2 separate regions of the Rattus norvegicus genome follow, and region 2 is linked to region 1. Evidence: chromatin contacts called from public Hi-C data. All regions are on one chromosome and are shown on one strand. Each heading gives the region's core, a stretch centred on a gene start, on an enhancer-like site or on the middle of the called end of the contact. The rest is flanking DNA. Distances are from core to core; before and after follow the strand shown. Region 1 overlaps Wdr59 (WD repeat domain 59). Region 2 overlaps Znrf1 (zinc and ring finger 1).

Region 1 (2,798 bases), core at 185-2,684:
TTCGGCACTCTTGGCCTCTTCTGATGCTTCATTGGTGAACTGGATTGGCAGAGAGCAGAGCAGTCCACAACCCACTGAGGACCTGGTCTTTGTGCAATGGCTAGAGAACACTGTCACCTCCATTACGAAAGTTTTAGGGCCCTCTTGAAGCTAAAGAACAGGCCAAGAACTAAACAACCTTGGCTTTGTTTATGTTGACATGAAGTCTGATAGTCACCCAGGCCTCAAACCTTATGGGGCTTAGAATCACCACACTAATGTCCATTAAATGTCTATTAAGCCCAAGGCCTTCACTACCCATCAGAAAGAGCCCCAACCCCTTGAGACCCTTCAGAAAATTGAATATTACTTTTGGAAAATCTCTTCTGTTTTGTTTGGCTCAGGAAAAGCAATACAGTCATTGGAATACACCACTCTAAACCCAAAAGGAAGAAGACACGAACTTTGAATCAAGTCTATAATTTGAGATGAGCAAGTAAATACAAATGCCAGAAGGCAAACATTAGATGTGTAAAATACTAGCGTGACGGCAACATGCTGAAAGCGACGTACAAGTCTCTCTCCAAGGAGAGACAGCAGGACAGATGTTCTGCCGTGGCTGACGATTGAGTTGTGTTAGTGTCTCCCTCCATAATGCACATTTCCTAAAGGGTTTCCACAGAAGGGCGCCCTTGCATTTGTTTCTCTGGTAAATGTGAGGGACACAAAACAGGAAGCATATCTTTATCAAAGGCAGGAAGAAAAACAATAAAATTCTTGGAGCACTCATTGTCGCTCGGGTAATTTCTGTCTTTAAACATCAAGTTATGAACAACAATCGCTGAACAGCTGTGGAAATATACAATACAGAAAGCAGGCATTTCCAGTGATCAGACGGCTAGAAGTCACAAAGTTTACTTCTTTTATTATCTAATGAAGTCAGAAGTATTGCACTGTTTATTTTATAGCAGGGACTCTGAGGCTCAGAAAGCCTGAGCAGCTTGCTGGGGATCACACACAGAAAAAGTGCTAGGGCCCAGAAGTCAAGCAGGGGGTGCCTGAAGACAAGAGTCTCCCCATCACTGAGACTGGTCTAGCTTTCTATACCAATTCTGTCAGAAAAGCACTGGGGGAGAGGGGGAGGAGCTAGGGAGAGGGAAAAGAAAAAGGAAGCAGGGGAGTGGAGAGAAGGAAGAAGAGAGAGAGAGAGAGAGAGAGAGAGAGAGAGAGAGAGAGAGAGCGAGCGCGCAGAGAGGTGCAGAAGAGAATAAGGAAGAGGGAGAGAACTCCCTACTGAGAGAATGTTCTGTTCTTTGGGGCTATGGAGCAGCCTTCACTGATCTCACCAACCCCATGGAGGAAATTCTTCTGGTTCTCACACTATAAACTCCCTCAAAGGCTGAGGGCCTGAGATAACTTGCCTGGGGTGTTTTCTAGGACTCTGAGCTGGCCTTGGCCTCCACTGTAAATTCCACGCTGTTCCTATTAGCTCATTTTGCCTTCTTAGTGTTCAGTCTGGTGGGTGGGGCTGACAGAAATAGATTAAATCCATGAGGGAGTTTTTCTTTAAAGGGTTTCCGGGAGAGATGATGTGATATTCATTACTAGATGAATGGAAATCTTAGGGATGTTTTTAATCAAATGAAAATCAAGAAAAGGCCTTAGTGTTGATTCATTTAGTTATGAGGGAAAGCAGTGAGCTGCTGGGAGACCTGCTAGTCACTTCCAAAGCTCAGTCTAGCAATCAACTAGAGAACAGAGAGAAAGAAAGACAGGAAGCAGTTGGCGGTTGCCCAGGACTGATGGGAAGAACCGACTGAAGGACAATGGTTTCTTCTATGGATGATAAAAAACACTTTGAGCAGTTTCTAATGAGAGCTCTGACAACACTAGATACACTAAGTATCACATTTTAAGTGGGCAGACTCGTGATGTGCAGACTGAGTCTCAATAAAAGAGAACAAGCCATGAGAACCACAGAGATGAAGGAAACTGACATCTTATAAATGTCATATATTATTATTTAAATATTTACTACTATGTTAAAAGCAAGAATGTTTTGCCTTCGGGTATGAATATCATGCACATGCCTGGTGCCAGAGGAGGACGGAAGAGGGGGTTGGATCCCCTGGAACTGGAGTTAGAGATGTGAGACACCACACGAGTGCTGGGAATTGGCCTTCTATCAGAGCAGCCAACGCTCCAGCCACCTTTCCATCTCTCCAACCCCCTGAACTGAACATCTCTACCTTGAAATACATTCTGGTAAACCTTATGAAATATTTTTTTAAAAGTTTCAAAAAGTAATTGAGGTGAAATGACAAAGGTACAGATCCTCAAATTTAGGTGACAATAATCACTGTGGCATTGAAATAGAAAGTTTAAGAAAAAAAAGCCACTTCAGGATCTTCCCACAATTTTAAAAAATTACCCACAGGTGGCAGTGGTGGGGCTTCCCTATAATCCCAGTACTCAAGAGGCAGAGGCAGGCAGATCTGAGCTAGAGGCCAGCCTGGTCTACAGAAGAAGTTCCAGGAGAGAGAGAAAGAGAGAGAGAGAGGAAGAGAGAGAGAGAGAGAGAGAGAGAGAGAGAGAGAGAGAGGGGAAGGAGGAGGAGGAAGAAGAGGGGGAGGAGGAAGAAGAGGAGGAGAGGGGACAGGGGACAGGGGACGAGGGAGGAGAGGGAGGCTGCTGAGTCCTACAGGCTGTCAAAGAAAATAAAAAAGAAACTTCAAATAGGGGGCACACGCTATGAGCATCACTAACTGACAGCTGTCAAGGCCAGAACCTCGCCAACAGGGAATGATAATACCTGGACG
Region 2 (2,896 bases), core at 277-2,776, 150 kb after region 1:
CAGCCCGCCCTCAGGGGGTACACGCTGCTGCCACGGTGAGATGGAGCGGCAGCGCAGCGCTCATCGAGATGGAGCAGGACTGACTTCTTCCGACCCACACAGGGACAGCCAGCCCCTGTTCCTGGGAGGAGGCTCCTCGGACACTGGACAGAGCTGAGCTTGGGACACCAGAGAGAACAGGGCACCCTTCTGCACTGGCTTCCAGAAAACGGTCCTCCCCGAGGACACCCAGTGGATGAGAGCGAGTCTGAGAGAAGAATGAATTGACCTCTATCCTTCCCCTCACCCTCGACCCAGGAGGGAAAGGGCATTTTCTTTTTCACCTTTGAAAGGCGTTGTGGGTCTGTCTTTAAAAAGTGTTTACAAACAACAAAAAATTCTATAAAAAGTCTCGTGTCGACTGGTGTTTTCCCTGTGATGTTTACAGACTATTGTTTGCTGCCCAGCTAAAACCCACTCAGTGACAGGAGCAAGCATGGCCTTGCCCTCACCCCAGCGCTCTGATGGTGGGTGGGCAGGCGGGTGGGCAGGTGGGCACACGTCACTTCCTTTGCCCAACACCCCAGTTGGCGCTCTGCATCACTAACCTTTCTACCTTGGGGGATTTGTTTTTTGTTTTCTTGTTCTTCTGTCCCATTTTTCTGGCTTGGTTTTGCACTTTTCTCCCCTTAAATTTCCAATATCTTGATTTCCTTGCCAAAAAGAGGAAGATGAAGAGCCCATCACGGACACTTCCCCACCATCCCCACGTCTTCCCTGCCTTTCCTCCTGGATCTGATCCCTTCAGAGGATTTAACAGTTGCAAATACACTGAAAAAAAAAAATGCCTGGACGTTTTTCCTAGGCCCTTGTGAATTTTTTTCTGAGAAAACTTAAAACTTACTAAAGGACTATGTACTACAAACCCTGTTTTCAGGCACACGGAAAAGATTTTAGCCATTGGTATTCACACATGACATCAGCCCGTGCAGGACAGGTTTCTGTATTTATATATTAAAATCCAAAAAAAAAAAAAAAAACAACCCAAACCTTACAAAGATGTTTTAAAATTGTTTAAAGCTTAGGAGAAAAGCTTATCTTCGTCAGTCAAGGTGTTTTGATATGGTATTAAAATAGTGTGTAATAAAAGATGCACCGTGTGATTTTATTTTAATGAAGTGTTGTTACACAATCAAATTGGAAGGCAAGCACCAGTTCCCTCTCTGCACCCCCAGCCCACACCCTCTTAGCACCTGTAATGGCTTAGCCACTCCTTGTCAGATGCTCCCATAGTGGCTCAGCTATGTCTTTGAAGTTTATAAATTCTTAAGCATCATGGATTGATTGTCAGTCTACTGTCATCTCTGGTTGTGATAGAATGTTTCTGGAAAGATATTCAGAGGCAAAAATCTTACAGCCATCAGAGGCTGCAAGGATACGGGCACCTGGAGATGCCAGCCCAGCCCATTCTTCAGAGCCTCTGCTCCCGGTCCTGCACTCTGCTTGCCTGTTGCTCCGTGTATCCTTGTACAGCTGAGTGCTGACTCATGGGCATGTTTCACTGAGGCCCAGGAAGAGGCCCTGGTTTGGGCCTCTTCCAGCTCACAGGCCTTGAACCAGAAGCAGCCACTCAGCCTCATAAAGTGACAAATTGCGGGCTGGGCAGGGAACTAAGAGCAGGGGGCAGCAGTGCATACCTACCTGTCTACTAGTGAGGTTCCAGGAGCTGCATTTCAGGGCCTCCTCAGAGCCAGCTAAGGAAAGCTTTGGGGGAGATGGTGCCCTCTCTCCATGACCATTTCCACATCTGCCCCTTGCTGTCTCAGGGCCCAGTCCCAGCAGGCCCACAAATTTGGACTGTGCTTCCTGAAGCAACTGCTCTGCAAGGGCATTTGTTGGAGGCCAGTGGGCACAGGCAGGTAGGCAAGTTCAGAGAACTAAGGGTGCTCTCTGACAAGAGCCTGAGAGTCAAGAGACCTCAGGACCTGAACTGTGAGCATTGTCAATGGCTAGAAGCTGGGCTCTTCTCTGTATTGAAGCACTTTACTTCTTGGCACAATGGTGAGCAAGTAACTGCATTCGTCTGAATTTGATTCCTTGCATGTGAAGTCAGGGCACAGTCATGCAGCTCAGTTCAGTGAGTGTTGGGGATCTGCCCCAAAGGCCTGGCACACATGTGCCAGGCTCCCTCGTAGCTTTGTCACTGCAAAGGGCACTGTTCTATTCCCAGCACCTCCAGCTTCTGCCTGGCAACTGTGTCTCCCCGTTCTATATATAATCCTACCAGCAGAGCTGGCAGGGCAGGGCCCAGCCCTCAAAGAGATCTCCTTGTCTGACCCCTGGGCCTGGACACAGGCTTTGTGTGCCCACCTTGGCTGTGTGAGCCCGGCTGCTCTGCCAGTGCTGTGGCCGAGTCCCGTGGTTGAGTTGGTTGGGGCAGCACTGAGCCCCACACTGGGTGCTATTCTCGGCTCTCTAGGCTGGTGCTCATCCCATCCCCAGTGACTTCTGCCCCCACCTGGCACACCAAAGCCCTTTGCGGGCTGTCACGTCCTCTGAGTTTGGACCCAGATTGCCAGTGCCTGGTGTGAGGGTGGGACTAGGTTTGTCTGGGCTTCCCAGGTGGCACTTGTGTGTGTGTCACCATCCATCCAGACAGCCCTCTAGAATTCTGTGGTGTTCCTACTCTGCCTTTCTGAGAAGAAAGAAACTATGGAAGAGCCAAGAGATGGGTTCTTCCCTTTTGCTCTTAGGAGCCCAGAAAGCCTTCTGAGAGCTCCAGGAGCCCCTTCTGAAAACCACCCATCTAAGAGCCATTTGATAGTATTGAAACTCATAGGAGAATGTCCTTCTTAGGAGACAATGGCTGAAATATATAGTTGAATGATTTCAAGAAATGTATAATTAATCCCATATG

Evidence for each region. A called contact is a pair of places that touch in the nucleus more often than the background predicts.
Region 2: a contact with region 1 is called in a Hi-C map of the A7r5 cell line, with 5 times the contacts expected there. The contact joins two enhancer-like sites. A contact is called at or near these places in 2 of 12 Hi-C or Micro-C datasets (the A7r5 cell line and frontal cortex).

Annotation. Positions count from the first base shown.
Region 1 is chr19:56,337,012-56,339,809 of GRCr8, forward strand. Wdr59 (WD repeat domain 59) reads right to left here. Exons shown (of 27, transcript XM_063278659.1): 21 at 2,792-2,798. Among named protein-coding and RNA genes, the nearest start is that of Wdr59, 55 kb to the right of the region's middle. Within about 2 kb of position 1,435, at least 16 of the 93 cell types and tissues checked have an H3K27ac peak or open chromatin away from gene starts, as enhancers often do. A contact at or near this core is called in the A7r5 cell line, where this site is marked.
Region 2 is chr19:56,489,880-56,492,775 of GRCr8, forward strand. Znrf1 (zinc and ring finger 1) reads left to right here. Exons shown (of 5, transcript NM_001401080.1): 5 at 103-1,019. Among named protein-coding and RNA genes, the nearest start is that of Ldhd, 6.4 kb to the right of the region's middle. Within about 2 kb of position 1,527, at least 33 of the 93 cell types and tissues checked have an H3K27ac peak or open chromatin away from gene starts, as enhancers often do. A contact at or near this core is called in the A7r5 cell line, where this site is marked.